2 separate regions of the Mus musculus genome follow, and region 1 is linked to region 2. The links are chromatin contacts, called in public HiChIP or PLAC-seq maps. All regions are on one chromosome and are shown on one strand. The core of a region is the stretch at or near the end of the contact, and the rest is flanking DNA. Distances in the headings are between cores, read along the strand shown.

Region 1 (2,700 bases), core at 165-2,664, 260 kb after region 2:
AGCAACAGACATAATATTCTTTGAATGATTTTTATACCTGTGTTATACATAAAAGCTTGCCCCAGAATCCTAACAAATATTTCCTGAGTTAATGAATTAGTTCTCACATATCTCCGCTTACCCTACCATGGTAGATGGGAGCTACAAAAGATGAAACAGGCTCACTACTTCCTCGTTAGCATGATGCAATACTGACAAAGCGGCTTAAGGAAGAGTGCATTTGGCTCCCAGTCAGAAGGGCTACAGTCTGCCACAGAAGAGAAGCACTGAGGCAGGAGAGCCCCTGGCCACTCTGCGTCCACCACTGGGAAGCCCGCAAATGAGTGCCAGCAACACAGCAATCCTTTTCCCCTTTGGGGAAAGCACCTCCTATACCAGGGGCAGATTTTCAGTCTTCAGTTACACCTCTCTAGAAATGCCGTGGGCACCCCCAAGTGTGTCTCCTGGGTGATTACAATCCAACCACATTGACAATGAAGACAGACTATCACACAACTTCTTGGCCCCTTGACTTGAGGTCCAGTGAAGATTAACCACCACACCCTGGTCCTGAACTCCCGGAATTCACAGGAACAAGGCAGCAAGGGATATGACTCGGGTGAATGACACAAAGGGTGCGTGCTGGAACAGAGAGCAAAGCGGGCTTGTTCTGCTAAGGGAGCAAGGAGGTCAGAGAAGGGCGCACAAGCTATCCCAACTGATCCTTGGAGAATTTCAGCTTCATAAACTGACTCCCTAAGATCCTTGAAATCCGTTAAGTGTTAGTTCTGCTCCAAGCTATTTCTCATAAGATGCCATGAGCAGCCAGGCGTTGTGACACATGCTTGTGACTCTAGCACCTGGGTAGCCAAGGTAGGAAATCTCTGCAAAGTTTAAGTCAGCCTGGTGGTCCACACAGTGAGCTCCAGGTCAGCCAGAAGTGTAGAATAAAACTCTCTAAATAAATAAATAAAATTTCCCCTTTGAAAGTTAAGCCTTAGATGGCCAGAGTGGTTTCTCATAAATCCTAGCGTTTGGCAGACTGAGGTTGAAGGACTGCCATAAGTTTGAGGCCAGCCTGGACTCTACAGTGAATTCCAGCCAGCCTGGGCTAGAATAAAAAGCTTGTCTAAAAAGAGTTTTTTGAGAACGATAGTCCAGAAGCAGAAACAAGGCTTCCCTTAGAGGCACGCACATTCTCATGTGGTTGGGTGGCTTGGCACGCTTGCAAAGGGCTCTAAGAAGGACCACAAGTGCTGAACACAGTTCCTGGGAGCAAAAACTGCCTTGGGGAGCTTCAAGAGCTCTTATCTGAGAACAATATGTGCTCTGGCCAAAACAGGAGGCTTCTCCCATCTTCCTATTCCTCTGCCTCCTCTATAGGCAGCCAATCAGATCAAATCTTATTGCCACTTAGCCACACTGGGATCATAGAGCATGCCGCTCACAAGAGTCCAGCCCAGAGTCAAGATGCCTGTGACAAAGGCTTAAAACTTACAAAGCCAGCTTGAAGGAGGTGTAGTGACACAATGACAAAGTCAAAATGTTTCACTTGTTTTTTTAAAGTTTACTTTAAGAGTCCCTGTAAACGTTCTGATATATTTTAAGGGGCAGAGGTATACACAGACCACAGGGCTAATCAACGGAGTAGCCTTTCCAGTGAACCAAGAAGCCAGGGAGGAGGGAGACTGAAAAGTACTGGCTGATCTCATTAGCCCTGCTTAGGAAGCTGTGTAAGTGTGACTTCAGCCCTGGATCACACAGCTATATTTAGTTTATACCTAATATGGATGAAGTCCTGACCGAAGCCATTTCCTCTCTCCACAAAAAGAAACTTCCTTGCTTTTCTTCTATCAACAATGCAAAGGGTGGGCTCCTCTGAAGGGGGAGTTTTAAAAAAGTAAAGAAAGGAAAGAGAGAAGGCTGGAAAAAAACATTGACAAATTAGGATGTGGCTTATTAAAAACTCTGCCCACTTTGACATTGCTAAACTTGAAAACAATTCTGATATCAAAATACGTGATGTTACAAGTAGGCCTCCTGCTTTAAGCTGCTAAAGAGGCTCTTTAAAGTATTTTACAAGAGACTAATTAGCCAAGCCTCCAAAACACAAAGAGGCAAAGCAATGGAAACCCCGGAACTCCCTTCTATTTTCTCAAGCAATCTACTGTGCATGGGTGTCAGTCCATAATCGAGCACCGTTTGCCATGGATGAGGTTCAAGAATTGACCCCTAGATAGAAAGAAAGAGGTAGGGAGAAGGAAAGGAAAGAAACCGACATTAATTCTCAAAGACCTTGGTGCAGATCCCAGCCCTGCTACTTACTGGCTCTCTCTGACCCTCACTTATGACACAGAACTGACATGCCTAATTCAGAGTTTATGTGAGGATTAACTTAGCTAACACGTATAAAAGGCTGTGTACTGTGCCTGGCCCATAATCAGCACCCACAACTGGCTATTATCCTAGCTTTAATATCTTGGCTTTTATCAGTTTACTGTGTCCTGCGTGGGAGTAAATTAAGCACTTTCAAAAAGTTTATAACATTATAATAAGATGAAAGATAAAGTCACTTTATGATCCTTGAGTCACCCGCTAATCACAGACATACTCAAGTTTTAAAGCTTTATTACCGTCCCACTGTGACACAAGGAGGATGCTAGACACTTAGAATCTAGAAAGAAATGCACAAGGAGACTAGCCCCTTAAAATGACTAGTCA
Region 2 (2,700 bases), core at 181-2,680:
AACCTGGATGTTTCCTTACACAAGAGAATTTGAAGAGGTGATTAATACCCTGTGATAGATCATTCTAGATTATCTGGGCGACTTGGGGTAATCACATGGGGTAATTCGTAGAAGGAGCGGATATGAATAAGGGGAACTGGGGGCAACCAGTGGAAGGAAGACTTGTTGGTGTTTGCTGGGTTTGAGTTTGGAGAGGTGAAGCCGTGAGTGTGAGTGGCCTCCAAAGCCAGGGAAGACGCTGGAAAGCGTCCTCCAGTAAAGGTCACGGTCCTCCTGGCAGCGTGATCTTAGCCCTGCGAGGCCGTGTTAGTTATTGTGTTTGTCTGTGTGACTCCAAGTCAAGGGAGGAGGCTTTATTTCGGCTTGTGATTTCCTGGGGCACAGACCATCGTGTCGGGGAAGGAAGGCATCACGGCAGAAACAGCCCTCAGCTGTGGTTCAGCGAGCTTGCTCACATCTAGCTGCATCAAGGTAGGTCAGGAAGTAGAGAGGGACTAGGAAGTGGCTTGGGTTATAAAGCTCAAGACCCGCCCCTCAGTGATCCACTTCCTCCAGCTAAACTCCACTTCCTGAAGGCTTCACAACCTCTTAAAGCAGTGCCGGTGGACAAAATGTTCAAACACGAGTCTATGGATATTTCCCATTCAAATCGTAACAGACTCACTTCAGATTTGGACCTCCAGAACACACGCTCCCCCCTCCCCCTCCCCCTCCCCCTCCCCCTTCCCGCCTGCCTCTCCCCTCCCCCGCCCCTTCCGTGTGTGTGTGTGTGTGTGTGTGTGTGTGTGTGTGTGTGTGTGTGTGAGAGAGAGAGAGAGAGAGAGAGAGAGAGAGACAGTAGCAAGATGGAGCTAATCCAGTGGCCTAAAACACTGCATTGTTAGAAGATATAAAAAGAAGGTTGAGGCTGGGATTAGCTCAGTCAGTAGAGTTCTTGCCTCCCATGGTGCAAAGCCAGGGCGGGTTCAATCCTCAGCATGGTGTGAACCAGGCCTGGTGGTTCTCTCCTGTGATCCCAGTAGTACTCAGAGGTGGAGGCAGGAGGATGAGAAGTTCAAGTACACCATGAGTTTGAGGTCCGTCTGGGATACACTGGACCCTGTTGAGTGAGTGAGGGGCGGCTGCAGGTGTCATTTTATATCATCCTGCAGTGTGAGTCTTGCTTCCATCAAATGCAGTTAAGGAGTCAGAGCCGCCCTCCCTTTCCCTCTATAGTGACAACAAGGAGAAAAATGATGGAGACAGATGTCCCAGGACTGTCAGATGATTCAGAAAGCACTTGCAGGCAAACGACAGCACCACAGACTTGAATTAATGAAGATGTCGAAACCAGCCACAGGAGTGGAGTCTCAGCCGGTGAGTGTTCACAGTACAACGTCCCAGATGAATTGTTCTCAGACTCGAGATTGAACGAGTAAACAAAATTTCAGGGGAAATGTGTTATTCTCGCCTGCTTAGTCACCCTGCGCCGTTCTGGGCCAAGAGCCTAGGTGTTCCGTTATTCTGGCTCATGGGTAAGCAGCAGTCTTTAAGTTTGAGTGCCAACTTGTACTTAATTGAGTTTGTAATTCAATTACCCTCAGCTCCTAAGTGGACACAGACAAAGATGGGTGTTCTTGCTAGTGGCTGGGGACGGGGGGGGGGGGGGGGACAGGGAGCTGAAACAGAAATCAGGGAATGTTGTCTGGGTTGCTGCTTGTAATTGGTGTTTGCAAGTCTAAAAATAGAACTCTTTTGCAATCTTGGAGCAGAGATGACTGCCTTTCTTCCCCAAACCAAATTACGAATCATTAGAGATTTCAGAAAATGGAGCTGGGGAGATGGCTCAGGGTTCAGGAGCAAGTGCTGCTCCTAGAAGATAGGGGTCCATTCCTAGTTCTGTGTATCACAGGTAGACATTGAGGGCTCCCAACCATCCATGACTCCAGTTCCAGGGGATCCTCTTCTGACGTCCATGGGCACTGCACACACGCGGTACACAAACATACATACAGACAAATCACCTATAGAGCTAACATAAAAATAAATTAAAAACAAAACAAAACAAAAAAACCAAACCTCTTCAGTGTTAGAACTTGGCTTTGTGAGTGTGTGAAGAAAATGAGAAACGAGAAGGTCAACTCTGGGAGATGCGCTTTGGATCCGAATCCAGATTCGCGAGCCTATGTCCGTGGTTCTGTGTGGAAACTGTTGAAAATTTAGTCGTATATAGACAGTGGTACCCATTTCAAGCATGCATACCTTTAAAACTGGAAATCTGGGTTAAAATGTTTACAATGATTCTGTTTAAGGTTGTGTAAGAAGAGCTGATGAAGTTGGCCCTCACTCCCTTTATTCTTTGTGTGGATTTATGTCCCTGTGTGCGTACATCAGGGACAGATGCTGAGTGACCTCACTAAGCTGTTTCGTGTCTCGGCGCAGGCTGATGTTGAGTGCCCCCGGAAGCTGCTCTTCACCCTGTTTGAGATACAGTCTCTCACCGAACCCTGAGCTGGCTGACTGTCTCAAGCAATAGAATTGGACATATTAATGGGAAAATGGGTAAGGTGATAGATATTATGGTAACTAATAGATTATGAAGAAGAATCAACTGAAGAGGGGAGGGGATGAGGGTGTCCTTGCGTACCCTAAGAGCTCATTACTTACCCTATGGAGAGACTCTACCAGGTACTATATGGGAGAGGCAGGTAGCTGGTTGGT

The links. HiChIP or PLAC-seq counts read pairs in DNA pulled down with a chosen protein or histone mark.
Region 1: a contact with region 2 is called in an H3K4me3 HiChIP or PLAC-seq map of bone marrow-derived macrophages, with 4 times the contacts expected there. The contact joins two enhancer-like sites. A contact is called at or near these places in 1 of 39 promoter capture datasets (the 3T3-L1 cell line), 6 of 115 datasets of contacts at active chromatin or transcription factors (the NIH/3T3 cell line, bone marrow-derived macrophages, embryonic stem cells and 2 more) and 1 of 9 other capture datasets (embryonic stem cells).

Annotation. Positions count from the first base shown.
Region 1 is chr4:135,253,242-135,255,941 of GRCm38.p6, forward strand. All of the region lies in intron 1 of Clic4 (chloride intracellular channel 4 (mitochondrial)), which reads right to left. Among named protein-coding and RNA genes, the nearest start is that of Clic4, 18 kb to the right of the region's middle. RefSeq lists an enhancer at 226-2,700. Within about 2 kb of position 1,415, at least 105 of the 459 cell types and tissues checked have an H3K27ac peak or open chromatin away from gene starts, as enhancers often do. A contact at or near this core is called in bone marrow-derived macrophages, where this site is marked.
Region 2 is chr4:134,997,726-135,000,425 of GRCm38.p6, forward strand. No RefSeq gene overlaps it. Among named protein-coding and RNA genes, the nearest start is that of Gm42327, 52 kb to the right of the region's middle. Within about 2 kb of position 1,431, at least 70 of the 459 cell types and tissues checked have an H3K27ac peak or open chromatin away from gene starts, as enhancers often do. A contact at or near this core is called in bone marrow-derived macrophages, where this site is marked.